Regions from separate parts of the Sus scrofa genome. Here all the other regions are linked to region 1. The links are chromatin contacts, called in public HiChIP or PLAC-seq maps. All regions are on one chromosome and are shown on one strand. Each heading gives the region's core, a stretch centred on a gene start, on an enhancer-like site or on the middle of the called end of the contact. The rest is flanking DNA. Distances are from core to core; before and after follow the strand shown. Region 1 overlaps PLCL2 (inactive phospholipase C-like protein 2). Region 2 overlaps TBC1D5 (TBC1 domain family member 5). Region 3 overlaps TBC1D5 (TBC1 domain family member 5). Region 4 overlaps TBC1D5 (TBC1 domain family member 5). Region 5 overlaps PLCL2 (inactive phospholipase C-like protein 2).

Region 1 (2,744 bases), core at 123-2,622:
GTTTCCACTGCGCCACGACAGGGACTCCATGTTTTTATTTAGTACATTTAAACAATTGCTGATGTTCTTTGGCTGAGTTTTTTTTTTTTTTTTTTTTTTGGCTTTTTAGGGCTGCACTCGTGGCATAGGAAGTTCCCAGGCTAGGGGTCAGATCTGAGCTGTAGCTGCTGGCCTACACCATAGTTGGGCTGAGTTCTTGATGTGGTAACTTAAAATGTCCACTTTTAACACACAGATTTGGCTGTTTCTTGAGATTGAGGACCTGGGTTTGAACTCTCCTTCTCCCCACTTACTGTTGAGCAAGTCACATTAGCTTCTGTCTGCATAGCTTCCCCATTTATGAAAAGGGGAAAATAATAATAATGCTTCCTTCAGAGGCCTACTGTGCTGATCTCCTGAAAAGGGGTGTATTACAGCATTTGGCACAGGCCTTGGCACACAAGGCACTCAGTGGTTTTATGTATCACTGTTCCTGTGTTCTTTGCTTTTGGCCATGCCTGTGGTATGTGGAAGTTCCCTGGGCCAGGGATTGAACCCATGCCATAGCAGTGACAATGCTGGATCCTTAACTGCTAGGTCACCAGGGAACTCCGGGCACTGTGTTCTTATTAAATGTCTTCTGGGATCATTGAGGTGAAGTGCACTGAGCAGACAATGACTAATGAGGAAGCTTAGGAGCAAGAATATTAACTTTCTTGGTTGCTGGGGTTGAAATTTGCATACTACACCTCAGATGTACTTCTCTTATATTCTGTAACTTCCTTTTTATTCTGTCACCAATTTAATAGTGCTCCGGAGTCCCCATTCCTGTTCAACAAAAGGCGGCGATATGTCAAAAATAATTCTGGTTTAAAACAGCCTATGTTGGCTTAAATGCTGTACCTTGGATAATGAGGAAACTTAAAGTTTAGGGTGGTTTCCTCTGTCTTTAGATGGTTTTTCTCTCCCCATCCCTAAGAAGCTGTTGAATTGGTCTAACCAGTCATGGTTACTGTTACTCAGTCGTGGCCTACCCATTCATCAACACTACACCCACATGTTCTGCCTTCCAGAGTGTCAAAAGATGAGCTGGCCTGGGTCCCACCTTGTGGGCCGAGGACCCCAGCCTCTCTGGAGGAGTCAGCTCCTTTACACAGTAGTTCTCCTCCCCTCTCCTGTGGAGTCAGTTCTCACTCTCTCCTGGGCCATTTCCACCAGCACACATTCTGGGATTTGTCCCATGTTTCCTCGATGTCACTCCTCTGCTGGCTGCTGCCCAATGTCTTTGTCTCCCTTTGTAGCAAACAACTTGGAGACTTGTCTGTGCTCACCATCTCCACCTTCTTAAACCCACTTCCCTCAGGTTCCCAGTCTTACTGCTCAGCAGAGAGCTATTCTTATCAAGGTCACCACGCTCTTAAACCCATCAGTCGGTCGGTTGTCAGTCCTCTCTTCAGTAGTATAGCTCTTGGTCCCTCATTCTCTGCTTTGATACCCTCACTTTCCAGGGCTCCCCACTCTCCCAGTTTTCCTTCTGGCTCACTCATCAGCCTTTTCTGTCCCCCCTGGCTGACGTCCTCCTCTCCCACCTTGAAATGCTGTCGTGATCACAGCTTTTTCGCTCTGTGCTTTGCTGTTTACGCTCTTTTGATGCACTCATCCTGCCTCCTGGCAGTAAGTGCCATCTAGATGCCGACCACTCCCAAATTTATCTCTCCAGCCTAGTGTCTCTTCTGTACTCCTGGCTTGTAGGTCCACCTGCCTAGCAGCCCACTTAGTGCATCTCAGCGCAGCTCTCCTGTTCCCTTCCCATCTGCAGCCCCTGTCTTGGTGTGATGGCAGCCTGCTGGTGGTCCAGGCCCTGGGGTCTCTCTGATGCTTCTCTTTCTCTCTCTCTCTCTCTTTTTTTTTTTTTTTTTTTTTTTTTTTTTGCTTTTCAGGGCCACATTCTCAACATATGGAGGTTCCCAGGCTAGGAGTCGAATCGGAGCCACAGCTGCTGGCCTTTCCCACAGCCACAGCAACGTGGGATCTGAGCTGCATCTGCAACCTACACCACAACTAAGCAATGCTGGACCCTTAACCCACTGAGCAAGGCCAGGGATTGAACCCGCAACCTCATGGATCCTAGTCGGATTTGTTTCTGCTATGCCATGCTGGGAGCTCCTCTTTCACTCTCTCTCTGATACATCACATCTAATCTTTCAACAAGTTTTTTTTGTCTCTATCTTCAAAATATATCTAGAATATGAGAGTATTATCCCTGTGATAGCAGAAATAATAGGTACAGCTCTGATTTGAACACAGTTCTGTTAGGCTCCAAAGTCTTTTCTGTTATTTTGCATTAATACATATTTTATTTTCTATTTGTATAATTTTTAAAAATTTTTTTATGGGAGAGTTAAGGAGACCATTCAGAACTAAGGGCAGGCAAAGAATATTTCAGAGAACCTTTAGAATTCTCCTAATTTGTCTCCCTAGTTCTATAGGAAATTTAAATCTAATCATATATTAGGCTGTGTTTTCTTCTGAACAAACCCAGGTCTTCAAGAAATAGGAGTTGAAACCCTCCTCTAATGAGCTAATACACCACAGGCTTCTCTTTTGTTGTAAATGCTGGGCTCTCAGAGCTGGTGTGGTCAGTCTGAGGACAGGAGCAAACCTGACTGCCTCCAGAGTGACCATTAGGTGTCCCTTGTGACCTGTCTTCATGCAAAACAAAAATTACCGTTTATTTGTCCCTTTGTTGTCGTAAATAGCATACA
Region 2 (2,744 bases), core at 181-2,680, 240 kb after region 1:
TTGTTAAAAAGCAGCCAGAGAGTGGGTGGTGGGAGCTCAGATTTTAATTTTAGGAAACTAATTTAAGTCCTATGAATTCTCACCACATCAAATGACCACATCACTATCCATTTAAGTGCAATAACGGACCAAGCTAAAGAGCAGATACTAAAAGTAAACAGCAGCCTTTCACGGAATCCCCGAGCTTGAAAAGCCCTAAACTAAAGGTCAGCTGGTTCAATTATCAGAACAGAGCCAGAAACTGTACCTGTGAAACGAGGAACCATATATAGAAGTAAGATCACATCCTTCTTTTGCCGCAGTATGTTTTTCTAAGATGTTAAGAGAACACACCATTCTTCTCCTAATCACAATATATTATTTTCTGTAAATTTATTTAAAAGCACAGATATCATGGTGACATATCACATTTAGAACAGTATTTTAATACTAGTAGTATGACTATATTTTAAACTAAGGAAGACATGAATTTCAATTGATACTACTTCCTTTTTTAGTGTGAATTTGAGTGGAGGATTCTGTTTTTTTTTTTAATAATGTTTTAATTTTTTCCATTATAGCTGGTTTACAGTGTTCTGTCTCTTTTCTACTGTACAGCATGGTGACCCAGTTACATATACATGTACACAGTCTTTTTTCTCACATTATCGTGCTCCATCATAAGTGACCAGACGTAGTTCCCAGTGCTACCAGCAGGATCTCAGTGCTAATCCATTCCAAAGGCAATAGTCTGCATCTATTAACCCCAACGGAGGATTTTTAAAGTTAGTCTAGACTTCCATTTAATACAGAATTCCTCTCTATAACATATTTTATCTAAAAGATTACACAATAAAAGATGAACCTAGCTACTTTAAATATTTATATATTTCTAAATTTCACAGGAGGTGCTGAATATGGGTTATTTTTATTTTGCATTTCTTAAATAAACCTTTTCTAGATTTTGAACAAATGGTTACAATAAATATTATCTTTTTATTTTAAGCCACTGTCAATTACTGTGCAGAGATTTGCCATGCTGAACTTTAATTCTGTTAATTAATTCATAATACAAAGCCTATACTTAAAAACATATTTCAAAATTGAGTTATAATTCTTTTAGGTAAAATGTAATAAGTACCTCTGGCTAATACATACAACAATATGCATAGAAACAACATATAATATAATCAGAGCTAATTTGTCAAATACTGTCACAAAGCACTAATGCCATAAAAAGAACACCTCAGCGTGAGCTGCCAAATAAAATGTGGTTAAAATAACCATAAAATATAGAGTGATCATGTTTTTCAAGGAAAGGGGCTGGGACAAACTTAATTAAAAAAAAAACAAAAAACAAAAAACCCCAAAACCTCACATCTTAGCCATATTCAGCACCGCCACCACTGTATGACATGTGAGGGGACTTTTGTTCTAAACAACAGTGCCACCCAGTGGCTGAACAATGGAGTGAACTGATAAACAGCATGAATGGAGGGCAGGCAAAAAGGAAAATGGAGTTTCGGAGGCGGCAATGAGAACACTGCAGGCAAAGAAACAGACCACAGTGCCATGGTAACTGTACCTGGGAGGTCAGTTAGAGTCTGGACAGGAACAGAAACCTGAGCATCACTTCCTGTAACTACATCGCCTGGATTTCATAAGAAAAAATAATTAGATTTCATAAAAAGGAAAAAAAATCAGCTTTTCTTTCATATTTAATGTTGTAATTCTTTTACTTATCAACCTAATTATTAAAAGTACAGTGAAACAGAAAATACAATCTTAGAAAGATGAATATAAAGTATTTTTTAAAGAAAATAATTTTTTAAAAGTGTTTCCCAAAAAGTTTTTGTGCATGTTTTCCTTAGAGAAAAAAACAAGTTTCTACTAGTCTGAAGCATAGGAATCTTTAGCAATCAAAAGATTTTGCTGAGCAGATTTTGTTATGCTACAAATAACAGCATGATTTTATATGTTCTTATTTTTTTAAAAATGTCTTTATCCATAAGTAAGTTACATGCATTTAAGAAGTAAGCATGCTTCTCAAATTGACTTCCTCCTACAACAGACAAAATTTATTTTTAACTAAACTTGAAGTCAGTTTCATCTGTGATAAAATAAAGACCTAAACAAGTTCTAATTTCATATTAGGTAATGAAAAGATTTCATAAGTTACCACATGCGCTTATAAATGTCAACATGTAAAAATAAATCTGTGAACTGCATACCCTTTAAACTTGATATGCTTATTATAGGCGAGATTTCATTTACAAATTGGACCTATAGTAAATGCTTAAAATGTTCAAATTCAAAGAAACAGACAAAGGAAGGGAGGGATAGAGGAATGCATTTTAAGACTACGGGAAAGAAAGGAAAAGGAAACACCATGCAGCATTTCACAGGAGCACTGAGAAGGAAGATTTTTGGGGTTCTCTGGTTTCTCTCCTGGGTGACAAAGTTCAACATGAAGCACAGTCACTACCAACAGACTCATCCCCTGGAGAGATCACTATCTGAAGTCCTACGCTATTTTGAGTTGAACAAGCTAAAAAAAGAGCCTTCTTAAAGGGAACCATATTTTCTATGTATAATAATGTATCAGCAACAGATCTGCTTTCCCTGTAACTTTTACACAATAGTAAAAAAAAATCAATTTTTGAATTATACAACAACCCTGGTCCCATGACACACTTGCTGCAATTATGATTTACAGTACAGCCAGCTCATCTGGAAATTATTGGGTTATAATTAGACCATCCCTA
Region 3 (2,744 bases), core at 149-2,648, 200 kb after region 1:
TGCAAGCCAAGAAACTGATGGAGGATTAGGACGTAGGGCCACATGCAGACTATGTGTGCAACACAGCATCGGGGGACCTGGCGGCCTCTCAGGGAAGGACTAGAGGACAGGGCTACCCCATCGGAAGGGCAAGCTGCTGGCATCTAACCCTTTTATAGTGACTGTAATATGCTTGGCCCTGGGCTTCGTATGCATTAGATCATTTAATCCCCACAACAAACCTATGAGGTGGATTCTCTCATGTCCTACCTGAAACGTGGTCTCCTGTATAAGCCAAGCTCTCTAGAAGTGATGCCAAAGTTGAGATGGCTGTTTGATAACCAGGCCACTTGGCCCATTTCTCCCATCTCTTTCCTGTGGACATTTCTTTCTTACTCTGGATTACTAGGCCCTCCAATGAATAACTTGATCTCTCAGTTTCCTTTAAGAGAAATTCACTATTGGTAAGTCCTAACCCCAAATGGCTTTCTACATTGTTTTCCTCCAAAAAACATTCAGGTAGGATTGGCTGTGATTTCATTTTGACTGGATCTGGAGAAATGGGTTCTGAATTTACTTTTTTTTTTTTAAGTGGTGTTTCCACCCACCATTCACCCCCAAAGAGCTGATACACATCATTACACTTCCATGGACAGGGCACATCTCACTTGTTTGAATGGTTTTATAATATATGGATTTTATATATCAATTTTGTTAATGCTTCAATGTCTATTTCTTGGTTAATAAGAGGGTGAGCTTTTGTAGTTTATTGTTTAGTCACTTATCAATTTGTTCCACAAATATATTCATTTTCATTGTGTTAGGCCTTGCAGGAAATACACTAATGAATGACACACGAATTCTGACCTCTGCAAATGTAGAGGGAGGTGAATTTAGAAGGAGGAGAGGAGCACATGCAGGAGCCATGAAAGGGGAGCCTCTGCAATAATGGGGAAGGCAGACAGCTTCTAATCCACAGAAATGCCTACAAGTGAAGGCAGATTTTCTGGAAGAGGTAGCATTTGTAATGGGTCTTGAGGGAGGAGGACTTGGCTCAGAGGAAAGGATGAAGGAAGCTGTTTTAAGTAAACAGTCAACAGTGGACTGGAATTAGAAAAATGGGGGCAAGGGCAAAGAGCCTGAGCTGAGTCAAGGCGTGGAGAGCAGCCGGAGCTGAGGCTCCTCTTCCCTTCCTTTCAGCCCTCGTGTTTTTCTGAACTGATGTTCTGGGGGCTGTGGCCCTGTCCTAAGCACACAGGCTGCAGGGGAGTCCCTGTCCCTGGACTAACGGAGAGCCCAGCATGTCCAGTCTGGAGAAAAGCAGGGCAGGAAGAGCACCAGGGTGGAGTTCCACTTAGCTGCCAAGTTGGTGTCCTCAGATTGCAGAGAGGCAGACAAGGAACTGACAGCGACTGGCAGGCAGCAGGAACAGGCTATATATAGCAGCCGGAAGACAGGAAAGACGCCCAGTCTTTGTGGAGCAGATGGGTGAGTAGGGAGTGGGAAGTGAAGGAAACGGAAAGTCTTGAGGAGAAAAAGTGGGAAGGCCCCGGATGTTCAGAGGAAGCTGTGGTTACACAAGGGCGAAATACACACATGGAAACCCAGCCAGGGCGTATGGTGTCAGCAGAGGAAGGCACGCTCAGGAAACACAGCAGAGGAGCACGAGGAAGGCTTTTCAAGAGCATAAAAATAAGTGGCCTGGGTGTGTGACCAGGGCACCCGTGCTGGGGAGTAAGTGGGAGCGCAGTAGCCAGCCCCGGCATCCGTGTGTATCACATGGGGTTTGTGAGACCCCCGACCCCAGAGCAGAGCTCGCTGGGCCTGTTTCCTGCCTGTAAAATGAGGATAATAATCTCCCTACCTCGGCTGATCGCTGGAGGACTGAATTACATGAGATATTCCAGATGAAGTGCTGGCACACAGTAAAATGTTCATTTTGTTGTCTCCAGATTATTAATATAGTTCTAGGAAGTTATTCCAAGGAATTATGGACACATGCAAAACAACCCCCAGGGAGTTCCTTATTGTTTCGATGGTACCATGCATACACACATTCCACACAAATCCTAAATGGCTAATGACAGGGGACTTGGGTAACTAGTGGTACACTGATGCACAGAATATTATACAACTCAAAGTCAAATGTTCTCACAGGAGAACATTCAACAATAACATATCATGTATTGACTGGAAAAGTGGTAGGTAAAGAATGATTATGCTTTTGGTGTGTGGGGGGGTTACTGTCCAAATGGTGGGATTTGTATGTCATTTCCCTCCTTATTTGTTCTGGATTTTCTACAATGAATTCAGATTATCATTTCTGTAAAGATCAAATCAAATCATTATTCAAATAACACAGCAGAGAGGAAATAAGAAAAAAGGTAAAAGATAATTACAAAGGACAAAAAAGGGGCAGGAAGAGCACCAAAATTGATTCTGAATCAAATTCTAAGCACCTCTATAGTCTAAACAAATCTGTTCTCTAAACAACACTAAACAGTAAGAATAACTCAAACGAGATAATTTGTAAAAAAGTAAATAATTATAATATTTGGTCCAATGTACAAACCCTGAGCAGCACTCTCAGGGTATCATCTTCTTTCTCCGCACTTAAAGTGAGAACATCCAGGACTATTCAACATAGTACTGAAAGTTCCAGCCAGAGCAATTAGGCAAGAGAGAGAAGTAAAAAGCATTCAAGTGGGAAAGGGAGAAATAAAATTATCTGCTTTAAAAATAATATAATCTTATATGTTAGAAAA
Region 4 (2,744 bases), core at 170-2,669, 180 kb after region 1:
GAATAATAGATATAATTAGAGAGCGAATGTTTTTGGTTTCCTTAAAAGCCTGTAACAATTTGTTCTCTCTCAATAAAAAAACACAAAATCCACCCAACGAGACATTAAGACAAACAACTGCAGAAAATTGACAAGAAACAGTTCTGTGGGTCTTTTGGAGGACTGAAAAGGTTGCCTGGGATTTTGTGACTGCTTGGCTTTGAAGGCAGAGCTCTGAGTGCAGGGTTGCCTGGGCAGTTTGGAAGGGCAGTGGTTCTGCACCCCTCCCCACCGCCCGCTCCCCCGAGCTGCTAGGGGGGCAGACTTCCTGGCTCCAGGGCCCTGAGGGGAAGTTCAGCCAGGGGGTGCAGGAGTACCAGGACTCGTGGAGGAAGCAGAGGGTTCTCAGGTCCAAGAAAGTAATGGAGGGAAGCCCCGGAGGTCAGACCCAGCAGATCAGAAGGGCCGGGAAAAGGGGCAATCTGCAGAAACCAAATGGGATATGGATATCCTGCTGCCCCTTTGATAGTCTAGCCAAAGGGCTTGGCCAAAGTGCCCGGTTCCTGCCCCCAGGGTAGTGGTGGGACCCATGGTCACCAGCAGTAAAGACCAAAAGCCTTTAGGGTCGTTGGCTACAGACTGACAGGGCAGTCCGTGGCTTCAGTGAGGAAAGAGGCCCAGAAATACTCAGGGACAGAGCCTTCCTTAGAGGCTAGCGAGGGCACTCAGAGGCCCTTCCTCAAATAACAGAGAGACAGACACGTGACGCCATGCTGGCAGGGAGAAGAAGCAAAGTGGGGACACTAACTGGAGGCCTTGGCCCAGATAAGATGGGTAACCTGGAAGAGATGGAGTTGCCTTTACCTGGCAAGTTTAGGCCTCACACTGCCATTGGTGGGAATGGAACTTCAGAGCAAGAAGCTTCACTTCTGCACACCTGAGTTTGGGTACGGAGAGTTACTCTCCCACTGCAGACCTGAGACTGTACTAAACCATACTGGCTGTGTTGGCCGAAAGCGCCGTGAACCAAGAAGCCCTTGCCACCCTCTCTTGGATGCCCTGCTTTGCTGGGAGCCTCCCAGAAGTCTGTGTGCGCAAGCGTGGTGGGGGTGCTACTTCGGGGAGGCTAGGAAGGGAGCAGTGGGGGGCACAGGGCAGCAGTGCATTGGGAAGAGGGAACAAGAGACGCCTCTTGTTCTTCAGGATTAAGTGGGAATACCGCTCCCTGTTTCTAAAGGCCGCTCCCCTCTGCACTCTCTGTTGCTGAGACCATGGCAGCCACAGCCTAGATCTTCCCGGCAGGCCTAAAGAGGTGGTGGAGCTGCTGGCAGGAACCCCAACTCCACCCACCACCCCCTCCTCACCAACACGTCCCGGATTTTGCTGTGTGTCCTCCCTGGCACCGAGGGTGGCCACGTGACACCGCTGTGGCCAAAGAGCGGTAAGGGAAGTGCCTGGAGGGAACTTCTGGGAAGCTGACTCAGTCTGTGCCTTCTGGGCCTTCACTCTCCCCACCTGTGCTGCCTGAAAGGCTGGTGGAGCCCCTGGGCCCCCTTACAAGCATGTAAATGAGGCTCAGGGCCAAGGGCACTGGGCAGCACACCTGCTCACAGGTGTGTCTATTCTACTTGTGTCTATTCTACTCTTTTGGGGGTTTTGTGTGGCTAGCAGCTGTATGAGTTTCAAACTAGGTGGTTTAAAACAATAGAATTTATTCTCGCTCTGGAGGTGCTAAGTCAAAGCCAAGGTGTTGGTGGGGCCACACTTCCTGCAGCTTCTAGGGAAGTGTTCTTTTCTGCCTCCTCTGGCTTCTTCTCAACTTCATGACATCTGTCAAGACCCTATTTCCAAATAAGGTCACATTCACAGATTCTGGGTGAACATGAACGGTGTGTGTGGGGGGTGCCCACTATTCAGCCCAGCAGAGCAGCCAGATTGCCCACCTATTACACAGGATGAAAAGCATAGCTCCCTCTAACACAAGGGGATCAAGGCCAAGGACACACCCAGAAGGGCAAGAGCCCAGAGTCCTCGTGTCATCAGCACCATCCCCTCACTCAACAATTCTCCAGCCCCGTTTTGTGGATTAGAGCAAAGCTCACCTTTTAGAATATGATGAAGAGCAGGACCTTCTCTTCTGAAAACCCACATATACATAAAATGTTCACTTTATTTTAAGGATAAACCTCTGCTATAATCATCTAAGCTGTCTCGCCACACTTTAAGAAATTCAGAGTACAGAAATCCAAATCAAAACAAGAAGGCACCTTCAGAGGCTGCTAAATGTCTTGGACACAATAATTTTTCTTTTTTCTTTTTATGGCTGCACAGGTGGCATATGAGCCCAGGCTAGGGGCTGAATCAGAGCTGCAGCTGCCAGCCTACACCATAGCCACATGGATCTGAGGCACATCTGTGATAACGCTGGTTCCTTAAACCACTGAGTGAGGTCAAGGATTGAACCGGCATCCTCACGGACACTATGTCAGGTTCTTAACCGGCTGAGCCACAATGGGAACCCCAAGAATTTTCATTTAACAAAGTACTGACTGTATAAATCGTTGCCTAGGCAGTGCCATTAGATATTGACTTAAGGTAGTATTTACAAACATTTGACTAACAGATAACTTCTCAGTCGCAAATCCACTGCTTTAAGTAAGTTGCATCTGCAAGTAAAAATAGGAAAACATGTCTTTTCATACCTTAAAATATTAAAGGCAGAAATGTGACATGTTTCAATTTCCCATGTAATGCACATTTTTCTT
Region 5 (2,744 bases), core at 153-2,652, 160 kb after region 1:
GAGTAGTATTCCATTGTGTGTAAATGTACATCTTTATCTCGTCCTGTCGATTGACATTTAGGTTGCTTCCCATGTCTTGGGTACTGTTCAGGAGTTGACATATCTTTTTGAATTATAGTTTCGTCTGATTAGATGCCCAGGAGTGGGATTGCTGGATCATATGGCAGCTCTACTTTTAGTTTTTTAAGAAAACTTCATACTGTTCTCCATAGAGGCTGTACCTGATTCTTGGGTTTTGGTTGCAGAAAAATGCTTGGAAGAGATAGCAGAGGAACCCTAGACCTGCTTGTGTCACCTCAGAGTGGCACTGAGGGACCTGCAGCTTCTGGAGACTCAGGGTGATGGGAAAAATTAAGCCACATGCACATCAAGCTGCTGGGCAAGGCCAGAAGGGATGAATGTGAGGCCTGTTTGGGGTGACAGCCAGTCTTGGCCTGGGCCTGGTGCGCCCTGAGTCAGGGTCTGCATGGAGAAGCAGAGGAGTCAGTGCTAATGAATGCGAGTCTGTGTGCCTGACGCACAGTGAGGCCACACAAACTGAAAGGTCAAGTTTGGAGCAGAGGACGCTTTCTGAATGGAGATGGGTGGCTTGTGCCCCCAAAACCTGAACTCCCCTGAGGTTTTCAGCAAAGCATCTTTAAAGGCCAGGTGAGGGAAGGGTAAGTGATCAGCTTCTGCACAATTCTCTGACTGGGTGCCGTGACAGGGTAGTGTCACCAAGGTAACATTATCAATCTTTAGGCTCCAGGGGGCCTGAGGGCTGCTTGCTCATGGTCAGATAGTTAACATCTTCCGTTTGGTGGGGATTTTTCACATCTGTGAAACAACTCAGGAAGTGGGCATCAGATACTGTTCTCTGAGTACTTCAGGGAGGAGCTAAAGGAGAGGATATGGGGAAGGGCCTGTCCATTGCATCCCCCCCTTTCCTTTGATCCTCAATCTTGAGAACAAAAGGGGTGTTGGATAAGTAAAGGAGTCATGTTTCAGATAAGGAGGTTAATAGTAAACTTGACAGAGGAACCACAGGGTCCTCTCCAGCAGACACTGCTTTGAGAATGAGGCCGACACAACTCAGTTCTTGGCAATACAGGAGCGTGTTTGAAATCACACCCCCAATGGCCACCCAGTCTCACCTTGGATGTCTGACCACTTCTCTTCACTTTTGACTTTCATATTCATTTCTCACCTCAATGGCCAAAGCAGATGTCAGTGTTAATGATTTTAGTGCTTTTCTAGATATGAGGAGATGCAGGAATTGGGCTCATAAAATCTTCTCCTGAAAATATCTAACTATCTGAAGACCTGTTCTGTCATTTTTTCCCAGAGCACAGAGGGCCTCACTCCTGATGTCCACCCTGCACTCCCCACAGGGGGTGTTGGAGGTCAGTGGCCGCAGTGGCTTGTGACTTAATCCTCATACAAGGCAGATGGCAAGTGCCAGTTTTTAGTTGGCAGGCCTTCCTTATGGTCATAAGTGTGACATGGGTTGGGAAGCACTTCATGACCACTTTGCCCGTGGTGCTAGAAATGCTCTTCCTAAGTCAGGCAAGGATTTCCTTCATAGGCTCGTCAGTGTGCTAGTCACTAGACTAGGCTTTACTAACAGTAGTCAAAAGTCTCTGGGCACCTGTCTTACCAATCTGTTATGGTCCAGGAAAAACTCCCTCTTGTTGCTTCTTCACACATCTAGAATTGCAGTGTTAGTTATTGTTCTTGTATTATGACTATATATCTGGTCAACTATTTCAAGTTGCCTTGTCATCATTATTTTTTATCAGAGTTCAGTCACACATTTGATAGTATAAGAATTAATTCTGTAAAACAGGAAATATACATATAATATAGCTAGCAATATAAGTGAGGTCATAAATTGTTGCAAATATCTCCTGGTTTTGCCAGACTCTGGGAGGGGATGTGCTAATTTCTTCCTCCTTGCAGCCATTCACTGGTGGGCTGGGTCAAGATGTGTCTGTGAGCTGAACAAAAGGTATTTTAGTTTACCTTTCAAGCATAGGGCAGGGTTTCCTGAGATGGCCATTAGGTGTACTTTGAGCTACAGGCAACATCCCTTTAGTGATGAACTTATAGCAAAAGCAATGGAATATATAGGTTAAAGGAAGAGAAACAGATCTAATATTCAGTCAGATTTGTCACTGCTCCTACAGCTCTCCACTGACACTGTCCATTCCACAGTCTTGCAGGAAAGAGGCAGTGACCACTCTGGCTGCCCCTGTTGAACAGGGGCAGTGAGGGGTGATCATGGACTAGAACTGATCAGCTTTCAGCAGCGAATCTTCCTTAGAGTATTTAGTAAATAGTACAATTCCCTTTCTTTCTTTGTCGACATTTATTTGAACCTGATGAAGCCCCTTAGCACTTTTGTTGTCTAATTTGTAATTGGACTTGGGCTTTTGGTTCCACTTCCTGTACCTATCTGTTAACTTTAACTTTCCAACTCTACCATAATTACACTAGATTCGTGTGCTGTTCAGTTGAACAAGACTAAACAAGTGGGTTGACTCATCCTTCTCCATTTATACTGAAACTGCAATCTCAATACTTGTCTTCTTGAGCAACCGTAAGCCTTTTGAAGGCTCACAAACCTATTGCACTCTAGGCCTTTCGGGGAGTTGGGCCATTTTCTGACAACACTGGTGCTGCTTTAACCTAAGAGTGATGAATCCATGGCTTTCCTCCAGCTGACTTAACAGATGAAGGCCTGGTACCACATGTGGTCCTGGCCA

What was found. HiChIP or PLAC-seq counts read pairs in DNA pulled down with a chosen protein or histone mark.
Region 2: an H3K27ac HiChIP or PLAC-seq map of skeletal muscle shows a contact between it and region 1. The contact joins two enhancer-like sites. A contact is called at or near these places in 1 of 47 Hi-C or Micro-C datasets (liver) and 2 of 2 datasets of contacts at active chromatin or transcription factors (alveolar macrophages and skeletal muscle).
Region 3: a contact with region 1 is called in an H3K27ac HiChIP or PLAC-seq map of alveolar macrophages. The contact joins two enhancer-like sites. A contact is called at or near these places in 1 of 47 Hi-C or Micro-C datasets (liver) and 2 of 2 datasets of contacts at active chromatin or transcription factors (alveolar macrophages and skeletal muscle).
Region 4: a contact with region 1 is called in an H3K27ac HiChIP or PLAC-seq map of alveolar macrophages. The contact joins two enhancer-like sites. A contact is called at or near these places in 1 of 47 Hi-C or Micro-C datasets (liver) and 1 of 2 datasets of contacts at active chromatin or transcription factors (alveolar macrophages).
Region 5: an H3K27ac HiChIP or PLAC-seq map of alveolar macrophages shows a contact between it and region 1. The contact joins two enhancer-like sites. A contact is called at or near these places in 2 of 2 datasets of contacts at active chromatin or transcription factors (alveolar macrophages and skeletal muscle).

The regions. Positions count from the first base shown.
Region 1 is chr13:4,028,074-4,030,817 of Sscrofa11.1, forward strand. All of the region lies in intron 2 of PLCL2 (inactive phospholipase C-like protein 2), which reads left to right. Among named protein-coding and RNA genes, the nearest start is that of PLCL2, 37 kb to the left of the region's middle. Within about 2 kb of position 1,373, at least 8 of the 83 cell types and tissues checked have an H3K27ac peak or open chromatin away from gene starts, as enhancers often do. A contact at or near this core is called in alveolar macrophages and skeletal muscle, where this site is marked.
Region 2 is chr13:4,266,756-4,269,499 of Sscrofa11.1, forward strand. All of the region lies in intron 19 of TBC1D5 (TBC1 domain family member 5), which reads right to left. Among named protein-coding and RNA genes, the nearest start is that of PLCL2, 280 kb to the left of the region's middle. Within about 2 kb of position 1,431, at least 4 of the 83 cell types and tissues checked have an H3K27ac peak or open chromatin away from gene starts, as enhancers often do. A contact at or near this core is called in skeletal muscle, where this site is marked.
Region 3 is chr13:4,229,658-4,232,401 of Sscrofa11.1, forward strand. The region is part of intron 20 of TBC1D5 (TBC1 domain family member 5); the gene reads right to left. Among named protein-coding and RNA genes, the nearest start is that of PLCL2, 240 kb to the left of the region's middle. Within about 2 kb of position 1,399, at least 34 of the 83 cell types and tissues checked have an H3K27ac peak or open chromatin away from gene starts, as enhancers often do. A contact at or near this core is called in alveolar macrophages and skeletal muscle, where this site is marked.
Region 4 is chr13:4,209,037-4,211,780 of Sscrofa11.1, forward strand. The region is part of intron 21 of TBC1D5 (TBC1 domain family member 5); the gene reads right to left. Among named protein-coding and RNA genes, the nearest start is that of PLCL2, 220 kb to the left of the region's middle. Within about 2 kb of position 1,420, at least 10 of the 83 cell types and tissues checked have an H3K27ac peak or open chromatin away from gene starts, as enhancers often do. A contact at or near this core is called in alveolar macrophages, where this site is marked.
Region 5 is chr13:4,191,974-4,194,717 of Sscrofa11.1, forward strand. All of the region lies in intron 6 of PLCL2 (inactive phospholipase C-like protein 2), which reads left to right. It overlaps TBC1D5 (TBC1 domain family member 5), which reads right to left. Exons shown (of 24, transcript XM_021069682.1): 24 at 1-2,744. Among named protein-coding and RNA genes, the nearest start is that of PLCL2, 200 kb to the left of the region's middle. Within about 2 kb of position 1,403, at least 6 of the 83 cell types and tissues checked have an H3K27ac peak or open chromatin away from gene starts, as enhancers often do. A contact at or near this core is called in alveolar macrophages and skeletal muscle, where this site is marked.